Regions from separate parts of the Mus musculus genome. Here region 1 is linked to region 2. The links are chromatin contacts, called in public capture Hi-C maps. All regions are on one chromosome and are shown on one strand. Each heading gives the region's core, a stretch centred on a gene start, on an enhancer-like site or on the middle of the called end of the contact. The rest is flanking DNA. Distances are from core to core; before and after follow the strand shown.

Region 1 (6,778 bases), core at 696-3,195, 230 kb before region 2:
TCCTGTCTCCTGGCTCAGGTGTCACCCCTTTGAGTGAAGTTGTCGCTTGACTCGTTCATTTAAGCCACTGCCAGGTACCGTTTCCAGATAAGCAGACGATCCTAGCTGCGACAGGCTTGAATTAAACATCAAAAGATCACTTAGCCCTGTCTGTTGTTACAGGAATGGACTAGACAGTAAAAGACAGGCTTCAGAAGTATGTGCACTCTGCAGTGGTCCCCATCTCTCCACAGCTGATATACCCATCTGCCTTTTGCTTAGCTCCCATGGCCCCAAATTCCACTCTCAGTTAGCCCTTAGTAAACAGAAGGACTTCATTAGCTATTTGCAAAAATACATGTTTCTTTTGAACATATCAGATAAGAACTTAAATTCAATCGTTATATTCAATCTTTATTTTCTAAGTAAAATTTGTTACTTTTTATTCTACAACATGGGCCAGTCTTTCCACATCTGCCTATTATTATTATATCAAACCTGGGGTAGCTAGGCATTTATGTATGGATCAATAGCACATGGAAAGAAGGGGATAGCATAAATTACCTTCTTCGTACATGTTAGGGTCATTAGTTCCTGCTTCCTGTGAGTCCATTCTACTCTATCTGGTGTGAGATCTATTCAAGGGAGCATTAAGGTCTCAGCAGACTTGCCTGTCAGTTTAAACCAGAAACCATCTGTCTTAGTTAGGGTTTTACTGCTGAGAACAGACACCATGACCAAGGTAAGTCTTAAAAAGGACAACATTTGGGGCTGGGTTACAGGTTCAGAGGGTCAGTCCATTATCATCAAGGTGGGAACATAACAACATCTAGGCAGGCATGCATGGTGCAGGCATAGCTGAGAGTTCTACATCTTCTCCTGAAGCTTGCTAGTAGAAGAATTACTTCCAGGCAGCTAGGGTAAGGGTCTTAAGCCTATGCCCACAGTGAAACACTTATCCCAACAAGGCCACACCTCCTGATAGTGCCACTCCCTGGGTCAAACATATACAAACCATCACACCATCCAAAACACCCTTTTTGAAGTCAATTAGTTCTCACCACATTTTGAGGTAGACTAGCAAACACATAACTCAGGCAAGCTTCAAGCTGCTAAAGACTGATTTGGAACTTCAGATCTGTGCACCTCCTCCACATCCAAAAATGTTAGGAGGATTACAGGTGTATCATCATGCCTAGCTTAGAGTTATCTTTACTGCAGTTTACACATAAAATAATTGTGCAGATATATTGATCACATGGTTCATTTGTGACATCTTCAGCAGGTCTTCATAATGTGAGAAGAGAAAAGTTTTTGCTCTGAGGTTCTGACCAGGTGTCATCTTCCTGCCTCTTAGCCATGCCTCCTTCCAGGATGGCCCAAATTTGATATATCTATCACACAGGGGACACATTTCACTGCTCAGCAAATTGTCCCCAGGCTATTGTGAACAGATGACTTGAATTTACTATGCTGAGAAACCAGGTGATACATTCTCAGCATTTTGAGAGTGTTGGCAGTGGAAAGAGAGCTGCGGACAGTAACCGCTATGGTAGAGTGTCTTGGGGATATGTGTGATGGGGTGACCTTGAAAAGGAGGGAAGAATGCCGCAAGAAGCATGTTCACAATGAAGAGAGAAAGGAGACAGATCTGTCATCTGTGAGAGTAGAGAGGAGACTCATGGGGTGTACTTGATGGAAAGTTTTCCCAAGTTGGGAGGCCCCATTGGGTAAAATAGTAGAGTGAACCTGTGCCCTGGGACAGTCACTGACACCTTTGGCTTCTGGTGTGGGGTGCTTCTCATGCGATGCTGGCAGAAATGGAATCACTTGAGTAAGTAAAATCAAGCAAGATGTTTTCATCAGGGGAAAAAAAAATCACATGTCCTGGGTCAGCAAGATACTCAAAGATTCAGGAATAGAAAAGGGGAAGAAACCAGAAGTGGATGCTTTTGAAGCCATGGGGAGAGGAGGAAGCAGGGTGAGGATGAAAGGGAATCTAGACACTAGAAGGAAACAGACTTGGAGGAGCAGGGATGAAGATGGTAGATGATCACCTCTCTGTCACTTCAGTCTTGAGGGTGACCACCGCCACCCTCTGTGGCTCATCTGTCTCTGGGAGAATCCTTGAGTAGGGCATGGGGAACAGCGTTCACTCCCAGGAGCTTCCTGAATGGGCAGAGCTTGTTCTCTTCTCCACACTTCTCCATTCTCCACAGCACAGCTCACTCATGACTTTTCCCCAAATACCCTGTGCCGTCTCTCTCATCTCTCATCTCAAACCAAGAAATGAAACCACGAGCCCAGCTCCATCAAAGAATGAATACCTAACAAAGATTTAATTCTCACAGGTATCTCTGCTAAGGTAAAGGTCTTGTAAGCACACAGCCACCCTCCTGGGAACACTGGGGTCTTCATCTAAAGTCATGAGCCAATGGTTCTGTCCCATTGATGCTAAACCCAGAGATGAAAAAGAAACCTGGCCAGACTTGGAAGGTTACTGCCTGTAGCTCTTTACTTTGTATTTCTTTATTATTTTTTTAAATTTAATTTTCTTCAAACATCCACATATACATGCAAGTGGACATTCGCATGTCAGGGGTCAGTTCTGGGTGTCTTCCTCAATCATTTTCCACCTTGTGTTTTGGGACAGGGTTTCCTGTCTGTCTGGCACTTATTGCTTTTATTAGGTAGGGTAGATAGGTAGCACAAGAGATCCACCTGTCTCTGCCTCCTCAGTGCTGGGATTACAGGTATGTGTCACAATGGCTGTCCTTTATGTGGGTGCTGTGGATCAAACTCAGGTCCTCCTGCTTACGTAGCTAAGTACTTATCATTGAGCCACCTCCCAGCCCCTTCTCCTTTGCTCTTTTAAGGAACCCTCTCTCCTCTTTCCTGGAATATGAATCTTCATAGTGGTCCTTTTCCCTTCAATCTTTTATCAGCTGTCTATCTTAGATGGTAAGAGCACTCGTCTATAGTGCTTTCTGGGCTGACTGCAATAATTGTCTATGGAGCAATCTTAGCCCTCAGCCTGTGTTACCACACCTCCACTGCAGTCATCCATGAGATGGTGATTTTTCTATCATATGACCCTGCTAGGAGGCATGTCTGTCACTTGGGAGAGGTCATTAGGGATCCACACATAACTGGGATCTGTGCTGAGGGGACCACTCATATCATCCTATGTTTGGGAGAATTTATAAATTCTCGTGTATTTTAATAAACACTATTTTAGCCTATCTTTGCAACAACCCATGAGATAAGCACACATGATTTTTCTTTGCTGATGAGAAGAAATCTAATACCCAAGAAACATAATAAAGTATTCATCATCCCTGGCGCCCAGAACAGAATTCCACAGCCAGGGTGACTTAAACAGAAAAGCACAGCCTCTATTGCCATCTTCCAGATGCTCCACAGTGCAAGGCAGGGATGAAGGAAATTCTGAGAACACGAATCAGGGTAGCCCTGGGGAATTTGCCCGTCTGGGTCCTGTGGTGGGGGAGTAGGGGGCGGCTAGACACTTCCACATCCATCCAGCCTTTCATCAGCCACCTTTGACCAACACTAAAAGCCAGTTACCAAGAGAAGGGGGAGAGTAACTTCTTTCCTATTACTCCTCTCTGTTCCCAGATGTGGTGTTAGCCACTGGGAGCTGTAATTGCAGACATCACCCAAGGACTATGGATATAAATTTCACAAAGGGCAGGACCTTCCATTATGAGCGGGAAGATGGCTTTAATTAAAAAAAATCAATATATTGTTCCCAATCACTACAGTCCCATGTCAGGGGCAGAAATCAATCCTTTTCATAGGAAAATGCTTACATTCACACTAAGATGTTATATGACACATGAGTCACAGAGGGGTCCCCTGCCCTGTCTGGCTCTTGCTTGTGAACCGTGAAGTTCTCTACAGTGGAAATGGTTTCTCTCTTGAGCAGATTTTCTCCCCAGTCTTTTGCTTCCTTGAGTCAAAACAAAACACAAAACAAAACAACAAATGAAAAGTGAAACTACGTCGAGGCGGGGTGATACGTCTTCCATCTTGTGGTATCTCGTACTCTTTCCTGATATTGAAATTTTACCTCAGGGTCTGTTCAGCAAGTGCCTGGGGATTCCAGTGTTAAAAAGGGGCTCCATTTTAAGAGATAATTTCCTTATTCATATAAGAAATTGCCTTTGGTTTTAATCAGCGGCAAGGGTTTGCTTCCCTGCCTCTTGAGAAGAACCATCAAATGGAGGCAGTGTGGATCTCGCTGGAGACCGTCACACATTCTCAAAATAGACTCTTGACAGCATTAAATTCCCGGAGGTGCCATTCCATTTCCCGCACAACATAATAGTAATGATCTTATGAAGAAATTTTGCTTTTATGGAAACTGTTTATTTCTGAGAACATTTGAATGTCAGGCTAAGCGTGAAGCTTCTCTAATAAAGGAATAAATGAAAACAAGGGGCCTAATTAAAAACATTGTTTAAGGAGACACTTGTGAGATAAAAGAGAATCACACTTTACATGGAAAACTTAATCATGTATATTGCTGGAAAGCACTGTAGATTATTCAAGCCTATTTCTCAGGCTCCATTGCTCTGCTCAGTCGAGACTCCTCATGCTCAATCCCTTTTCCACTCACCAAAGGAAATGCTCTCCCCCCTCCCCCACACCCCATCCACCCACCCCCCACCCACACCCCCGCACAGGGTCTCTCTGTATAGCCCTGGCTGTCCTGGAACTGGCTCCGTGGACCAGGCTGGCCTCAGTCTCATGCACAGGTGATGGGCACAGCTGCTTGTCTCTGGCGTGACAAGGGTGTTCTTGCTCACGTTTGAGCAGACTGTGCTGGTGTTACAGGTTCATGTGCTGTATGATTGTGAATGACTTCTCTGCCTACGAGCTAGACTCTACCAGAAGCCTATGTGATGTTAGACTCTTGAAATCATGCAGGAGAGGGATGGATCTGTAATTTGGATCTCAATTATCTTCCAAGGCCATCGTGTTAACACTTTGATCTCTTGCTTGGCACTATTGACACATAATAGGAACTTTAAGAGGTAAGGCCAATGTCCAGGAGTAGCGATACAGACATAGAATTGCAGCACTGGACAGGCTGAGGCAGGAAGTTCATTAGTCTGAGGCCAGCATAAGCTACAGAGAGAGACCCTGTTTCAAAAAAAAAGTTAAATATAAAAACACTTGGAGTCTAAAAAGTGTTCAGTTCCTGGGTGCATGCCATCTTCAGCATGGCTTGGTCATGAAACCCCAACAGAAGACATAAAAGAATGAAAAAGGACAGACAGACACACATATACATGTACAGAAAAGCTGGGATCCTGTGTGATGTTCTTTCTCTAACAGAGAAGCACCAACCTGGTGCAATAATCCGGAGCCTCAGTGTGTTCAGTATGAGCTCCAGGGGAAACAGGTGTTAGTCTTAGTGAGAGGTCTGTGTGTCAGAGCAGCTTTAAGGTATAAACATCCCAGAGGAGAAAGCTGAGGGCAGTGCTTTCTGTACTGGTAGCCAACATTCCAACACAGAGCAGAGGGGGAGGATTTGTCAGTTCCCACGAGTCTGGGTTCTTGTCATTCACTCAGCACTTCAACCATTCACCACTTTCTTTACTCCTCTCATGTGCATGTGTGGGAGCGCGTGCGCGCTTGCGCGCTGGACAGGTAAGGAAAGAAAAAGTAAAGGAGAACAACATTATGAATCAAGAAACTGAAGAACTGACATGCTGAGATGGAGTGAGGTCCATAGACAGAGAGGGAGCTGACTCCAATGCCTCCTCCAGGAAGGAAGCAGGTAGGAGGGGTATGAGGGAAAGAGTGAGGCAGAGACTGTCTGGAGACTATGAACAGACACTGTGGACATCAGAGGTTTTCCTGGAAGCATCATGAGAAGGGATTGGGGCCAGTGTTGGGGCAGCTCTCCAAAGATGCATTCGGAGGAATTAAATCACAGACAAACAAATTACTACAGAAATACTTGTACACCTGTTCTTAGTTCAATGCTATTCACAAGAGTTTAAGTTATGGAAGTAATGTAGGTGTCAAGACTCAGAAAAATAAATATTTTACATGTTCTCTGGCTTGTGGCTCCTAGATTTTATATCAATACACAAAATCACACACACACATACCTTATGCATGCATACCCCTTACACACATATACACCCCTTATATGCATACACACACACACACATACACACACTTTACACACACATGCACACATACAAACATACATACACACACATGCACACATATAACATTAGAGTAGAAGTAACCCTGTCTAGGAAAGCAAAAGGACTAGTGAAGGAAGGGTTAGAAAAAGAGAAAGAGGGGGTTGGGGAGAAGTATGCTCAGTGCACAGCATATATGTGTATGGAAGCTTAGCAAATCAGTTCCTCTGAGCTCAGGATGAAATGACTGAACTGCAGAAAATAGGCTCTGTGTTCTTTGTCTTCTGTGGCATGAAGACAAAGTAGAAAGTTGCAGTTTGGAGTTGGACTTTTTGAAAGATGGACAGCAGAAATAATGAGGGCAAAGGAAAGGGTGATTTGGTGAGAAAGGTTTGACTTATAAGGAGTTCAAGGTTGAAGAGAGAGCGAAACCAAAATAGGAAAAACCAACTGTGCCTTAAATGAGAATATTCCCATAGGCTTATGTGTTTGAATACTTGGTCCCCAGTTGGTGGTACATTTTGGGAAACTGGTGGACCCTTTAGGAGGCAGACAGAGTCTTGGCTCCTCTTTCAACCTCCCTTGCTTCTATTTCCAATGCCCTCTCCTCTGCCAGA
Region 2 (6,419 bases), core at 1,014-3,513:
TTTGGTTATTTTTATTGCATTTCATTTGTTTTAAAAACCCGTCTCTCTAAAAACAAACAAATAAAAAAATGAACTGAGAAGAGATCTGCTTGTGCGTTAGCAAGAATGAGAGTGGAGAAGACAGAAAACGCCCTCAGAGTTTGCTTCCATTCAGGGAGCACTGAGCTGCGTGAGACTGGAGCAGAGGTCAAGCCAGGAAAAATTTCTGGGAAGCAATATTAGCACAGAGCATCTAAGCAAAGCCTCTCTGTGGACTTTCCAGCAGATCTGTGGACCTTGCTCACTCGGGGACTGCTTGTTGCATCGTTGAATCACAGTCTATATAAGAAAACTGTTTTCTCAAGCTTCTCAATGAACAGAAGCTTAAGAAAGAGTATACTGGAGCCGGGCATGGTGGCACATGCCTTTAATCCCAGCACTTGGGAGGCAGAGGCAGGCAGATTTCTGAGTTCAAGGCCAGCCTGGTCTACAAAGTGAGTTCCAGGACAGCCAGGGCTATACAGAGAAACCCTGTCTCAAAAATAAAGAAAAAAGGAAAGAAAGAGAAAGGAGAGAGAGAGAGAGAGAGAGAGAGAGAGAGAGAGAGAGAGAGAGAGAGAGAGAGAGAGAGAGAGAGAGAAAGAAAGAAGAAAGAAAGAGTATACTGAAAATCTGCACTCAGCTGGGTGACTCTAGCTAGGAACAGTGTGGGGACAGGTACCAGGATGGTGAACTGAGGAGCTGGGAGTAGAAAGTACCAACTCTACCAGGAAGGGTCTTAGCTGCAGTGTTGAAGAGTTACACCACACCCCACTGTTGGGAAATGGGACAGCATGGTAGAGAGGTATAGGGTCCATCAGGGCTGTGGGAACTAAGGATTAGGAAAAGAAATTCAGAGATTCCCAGGGACTTAACAGCCAGGGACCACCTCTTCTGATGTTTGCTAAACCTTTCCCATTATCCCGCCCCCCCCTTTTATTAGGCTAAACTGTCATGCAACCCTGCAATGTACCTGACTCTACCTCCTCAGTTTGGGGATTACATGCATGCCAGAACAACCTACTGGTTTATGTGGCCCTGGAGGAGGGGCACAGGTCATTACCATGCTAGGCAAGCACTGTACCCGTTAAGCTAGGCTGGTTTGATGTTTCCCTTGGATGGGCATTTCTCATCTGAGAGGAGATGGGGGCCTCTGCACAGCTGCATATCATCAGCTGGTCCACTCTGATCTTCTCCCTGAACCAACAGAAGTCTTAACAGCTTTAGAAAAACTGGGTACAGCATTGGACCCTCCAACCATAACACTCCAGCTTCCCAGATGACCCCATGCTCTGTTCAAGAAGACGTTCAGTGGTTCTCACTTGAAAACAAATGTTGAGGCTTGGCAGGCCTCTCTGAAGATGGATCTGGATCCAGATCCTTAAGGCACACTCTCCTCCATCCTATGCCCTCATTTTCAGATGACAGAGCTCCCCTCTGGCCATCAGAGAATCACTATATCCCAGTACAGAACACCAAATGTCCTGGATGCCACAAGAAAGAAGATTTGCATAGTGGAAGGTTAGGAGGGGGAGTCAGGAGCTGGTGGCATTGGAAAGATTTAATATAAACACTTAGTGGTAGTGATAGGCCAACAGATAGATGGTGGCTCACATTTCTCCCCAAGCCTGTTTAAGTGAGTTTATCTGCACTAATAAGAAAGCTTACTCTAAGGGGAAGAAATAGTGAGAGATAGCTAGGATGGTTATCTTTACCAGGTCCACGGATAAAATAAAGCATGCTGCAGAACAAATGAGCAGACTCTCTCTTTGGCCAACAGGACTGTTATAGAAATAATCTCACAGTCTGTGAGGCTTCCCAGAGCTTGGTTTCTGTTCTACAGATGAGGAGAGGAACCAAAAATCTGTGTGGCAAATTTGTTTTTTCACATTGATCTTGTGTCAGCTTTCCATCATGTGACACAATGCCTCAGCTCAACAACCTAAAGGAAAGAGAAGTTTATGTGAGCTCATAGTTTCATAGTTTCCAGTCCATAGTTGCCTAGTAGTTTTGGGGTGTGGTGTCAAGCAGAACATGAAGGATGAGGGAGTAGTGGTAGAGACTGGTCCCCTTACACAGACAGAGAAAGGAAGGGAGTGGGAGATTAATAGAGGTGGGGAGGGGAGAGGAAGAGAAAAGGAAATAGAAGAGGAGGAGGCTGAGGGAATGAGAAGAGTAGAGAAACACCAGAAGTAAATAATCCCTTCAAACACTCTTCTCCTTCCTCCAATGAGGTCCCACTTCCCTAAGTTTCCACCACCTCCCTGTGTAGCTTTGAACTCATCAACAGACTGCTCCCTTAATGACATCTGAGCCTGGCAATCTGGTTGTTTTCCACAGATCCTACCCCTAAGCACTGCTACTGTGATAGCCATCAGCGTTTGAGTGTCAGGATGATTCACTCTGAGCCTTATCAAAACAAATTATTCGAACCTCAAATTTAAAGAGCGAGATTCTGGGAGCTCATTTACCCTTCTATTGGAATATAAATACTGTCAGGTAGAAATATCCAGCACATGCCATGATTCTATGTAGAAGTTACTGCTAGAGAAAAGATAGTTTAATACAACCTGGGATACTATGGAGTACAGAGAATTGTCTTTGGACCCCAAGTATTGGATTCCTTATGAAAGAAAAAAATCCATACATATGATTTGAGTTACCATCCTAATGGTGTGGTTTACAGGGTTTACATGAAACCAAAATCTTTACTATAGTTTGGATCTTAAACATCTGCTTAGTTCCTTGTGTAATGCACCCTGCCCCCAGAGGAGCTATTAGAAGTTGGTGGAACCTCTAAGAGTGAGAGCATAGAAGGAGGTCCTTCGATTAGTATGTGTGTGTGTGTGTGTGATGTGAAGATGGTAATGGGACCCTTGCTCTTATTGTCTGTGTGCTGTGCAGAGGGTAATGGGACCCTAGTCCCTGTTATGTGTGTGCTGTTTAGAAGGTGATGGGACCCTAGCCCCGTGTGTGTGTGTGTGTGTGTGTGTGCGCGCGCGCGCGCGCTGTGCAGAGGGTAATAATGGGACTCTAGCCCTTATCTGTTTCACTCTTTTGCTTCCTGATCATCAGATAAGGGGTGCTATTCAGTAGCACAATCCCACCTTGATGAGTTTCTCACTACAACCCCAAAAGCAACAGGGTCAATTGTTCATGAGCTAGGCCAGATAAAACCTTGAGTCAAAATAAACCTTTTCTCTTTTTGAGTTCATTGTCTCAGGTATTTGTACCAATGCTGGGGAACTAAGTAAGGCAATGCTGATCAAAACCGAAGCAACTTAAAATAGCTGGTAGCTCGTAGCTCAGCCATCTATACTAAGGAGAAAAGCCAAGGCAGTGAAAACATCTCGGGTTTGAGCTATTTTTCTCATAAGAGGGAGAGAAAAATGGAGCAATAAGCAGAAACAGGGACAAGCACAGAGATAAGAAAAAAAAATATTCTGTTCTCCATGGGCAAGCAGCTTCTCTGCGCCTCGCCCTTCAAACTAAGCCCAAATTCTGAATGTATGCACAGATAAAACAATAACTCTTCCTTCGCGTGTTTGATACATCCTAAAGTGTATGGATATGGCTACAGAAACATCTGTCTTCCACATCATCTGCCCATGGCTCCCCTTCGACTGAAATCTTGGATGGAACTAATGGCTGCAGTCATGCAAGCTCCTGCCTTCGGGGGGAAAGAGGTGAGAACACAGATATTAATACAGCGTCTGAGAAGCTGCTGGAAGCCAGCAGCTGACACTGCTTAATCTCATTGACTTACAAGGACCGGGTAGTTTTAAGTGAATTATGAAAGTGGTTAAGGGCTGGCTGGAGGAGAATGTTGGCAGGTATGGAAACCAGACTACTTGTGGCCACTTCTAATAAGGTTTCAGTTGACATGAGCCTGTGGTTAAGATGTCAGAAGGGCTCCCCCGGTACTGGGTTTTAGCCTTCTCCTTGCTGATGCCAAATCTGAGCCTGGCATGAGAACTGATTTTTATAGAGTAAAAGGCACCAACAGTCTATAAAGTTTTATAATCTGATTTCTACAACGTGACGCCAGCTGCTTAAATTTCCATCTTACGGAGAACACAGAAGGGAGGACCCCAAATGCAGAGACCGAGAATAGAACCGTTCCTCATCTTGCAGCAAGGCATGTTTATACGGTGTATAGACTTTCAGCCTGAAACAATCGGCAGCAAAATAAGAACTGGTCCTAGAGAGATAACTGGAGCTTGCAACATCGAGGCAATATTATTCATTGTGTTTTTATTCCTAAAGTCAAACTACACAGAGGTGAGAAAGAAAAAAAAACAGCATTATTAAAAATCACCTGCAAAATAGGCACCATCTATGCAAACAAGTGAACAATTGCACACTACTTTTGAGTCTGCCTCCTTATACAGTTAGAATCAGTAGCACACTGTAAATCTATTCTGCCTCAATGTACAATTAGAAATAGTAGTACAGTGTATATCCATTTTAATGTTAACTTACTCAAAATCATTCAGAGACATGCAGTGACTTCTAAGTGGTGTTCATGGTCCTGAAAGATGTTGCAAATTTTTCCTGCCTTCACTTAGGAGTTTAGATACCAGAATCACAAGGTGCTCATGGCTAGTACACTCTGTCTGACAGCCATTCCTTGTCTCCAAGGTTGGCTCGTGGATTTACAATACCACCTCATTTTAGTCAAGGGGTGGCAAGGGGACTGCTGAACCTGGGGTAATTTGCACTGGTCTGCTCTGTTATCTGTGCCTAGTTTCTCATCAGTTCAGGCCTTAAGTTTCTTAAACAATTTGATTGCATCTGCTAGGCCTTTGCCTTCATGCAACATTGATGTACCAAAGCATATAGCTCCAAGCTACCTTAACTCATACATAAATACGATGAAAGTCGATAACTGGAGTCATTAAGAGCAAAGCCTTTGGAATCAGCTTTGTGGGTCCATAGCCAACCTTGAGCAAGCTCCTTAACATCTGCCGTCCATATTTCCCCAAGACTGCTGCCTCAGAGCTTTCAATGCAGAAAGCAAGGTAGCTTGCTTTATGCAATAATTATGTGGAAATTAAGAGCAATAATTCAGGTAAAGTTATTAAAAAGTGCCTAGTGCATAGTACAGTGCTATGTGGTCTTTTTTCATCAAATCAATATTTGTGCATAATTTAAAAAGCAAAATTATAATGGGTAGAAGGAAAGAGAGGTAAGATTCCAGCTACTTCACAAATAGTTCCCAGTGGTCTAAGGCCCAGCTTCCTAAATGCTGGGGTGTGACCCCACAGGTGGCTGAGTGACTGAATATGGGTAAGGTGAGATATTTGGTACATTGACTGCAAATGTGTTTTAAAAAAATCAAAGACACAATGAACCCAAGGTGCTCTGGGCAGTGATCATCCACGCTGTCTTGAATAAGTCTCCTGTAGCCTTGGTCTGAACACAAGACAGATGTACTTTGAACTGTGCATGGGGCTACACCATGCAGTCACACTGTCTGAAACACCTGGGCTCAAGTTCAAGCTTATTCTGTCTTATGAACTGCAGTGACTTTTTTTTTTAAATATGCACATCAAGTTTCCTCTTTTTATAGAAACCTCATAGCTTGATTACAAAGCAAAACTCCTACTTCTTTCCTACCACCATCCCTCAGCATGGAAGAATGGAATTAATATCTCTTTCAATTTTGTTGTGTGGGTTTGACTTTAAACTTTTTACTTGAGGTCAGGTGTGGCAGCAAATACCTCTAATTCCAGCACTCTGGAGACAGGTGGGTAGATCTTTGTGAGTTCCCGGATGGCTTGGTCTCATGGTGAGTTGCAGGCCAGCCAGGGCTACAAAGTAAGATCCTGAAAACGAAAAGAATTGCTGTTTAAACTGCTGATTTGAATTTCATTAAAAAAAAAAAACATTTCAAAGAAATTGGTTTGGGATTAGGACAGAACTCCATCCTGCCTTTTGTGTTATATATTTATGTGAAACAGCTTTCTCTGTGTGGATGGTTATAAAATGTCAATCAAGTACACCCCTAGCAAATGATGTTCTGTCTGTCCTGCTGTATCAGATATTCAGCAAAATTTAATTCTTTTTAAAAGACTTATCTATTTTTGACTATGTGTGTCTCTGTGTATACATTCATGAGTGGGTGCTTTCAAAGACAAGAAGAGGACATTGGATCTTGTGGAGTTAGAGTAATAGACACTTGTGAGCTGCCCAATGTGGTGGTAGGAACCAAACTCCAATCCTCTGAAAAATTGTTATGTGCTCTGAACCACAAAGGCATCTCTCTAGTACCCAGGAGTTAATTCTTTATGTCAAAGTAAACAAGCTGTGTTCCTCATTACTATACAAATTTGTTTACACGAATTGTAAAAAATATTGACTTACCAAAATTGTTTTAAAATATAATCTCTTTATGATTT

The links. Capture Hi-C pulls out chosen DNA fragments and counts their contacts.
Region 1: a capture Hi-C map of bone marrow-derived macrophages shows a contact between it and region 2, with 3 times the contacts expected there. The contact joins two enhancer-like sites. A contact is called at or near these places in 1 of 484 Hi-C or Micro-C datasets (bone marrow-derived macrophages), 1 of 115 datasets of contacts at active chromatin or transcription factors (bone marrow-derived dendritic cells) and 1 of 9 other capture datasets (bone marrow-derived macrophages).

The regions. Positions count from the first base shown.
Region 1 is chr8:128,055,223-128,062,000 of GRCm38.p6, reverse strand. No RefSeq gene overlaps it. Among named protein-coding and RNA genes, the nearest start is that of Mir21c, 220 kb to the left of the region's middle. Within about 2 kb of position 1,945, at least 8 of the 459 cell types and tissues checked have an H3K27ac peak or open chromatin away from gene starts, as enhancers often do. A contact at or near this core is called in bone marrow-derived macrophages, where this site is marked.
Region 2 is chr8:127,825,380-127,831,798 of GRCm38.p6, reverse strand. No RefSeq gene overlaps it. Among named protein-coding and RNA genes, the nearest start is that of Gm32590, 23 kb to the right of the region's middle. Within about 2 kb of position 2,263, at least 19 of the 459 cell types and tissues checked have an H3K27ac peak or open chromatin away from gene starts, as enhancers often do. A contact at or near this core is called in bone marrow-derived macrophages, where this site is marked.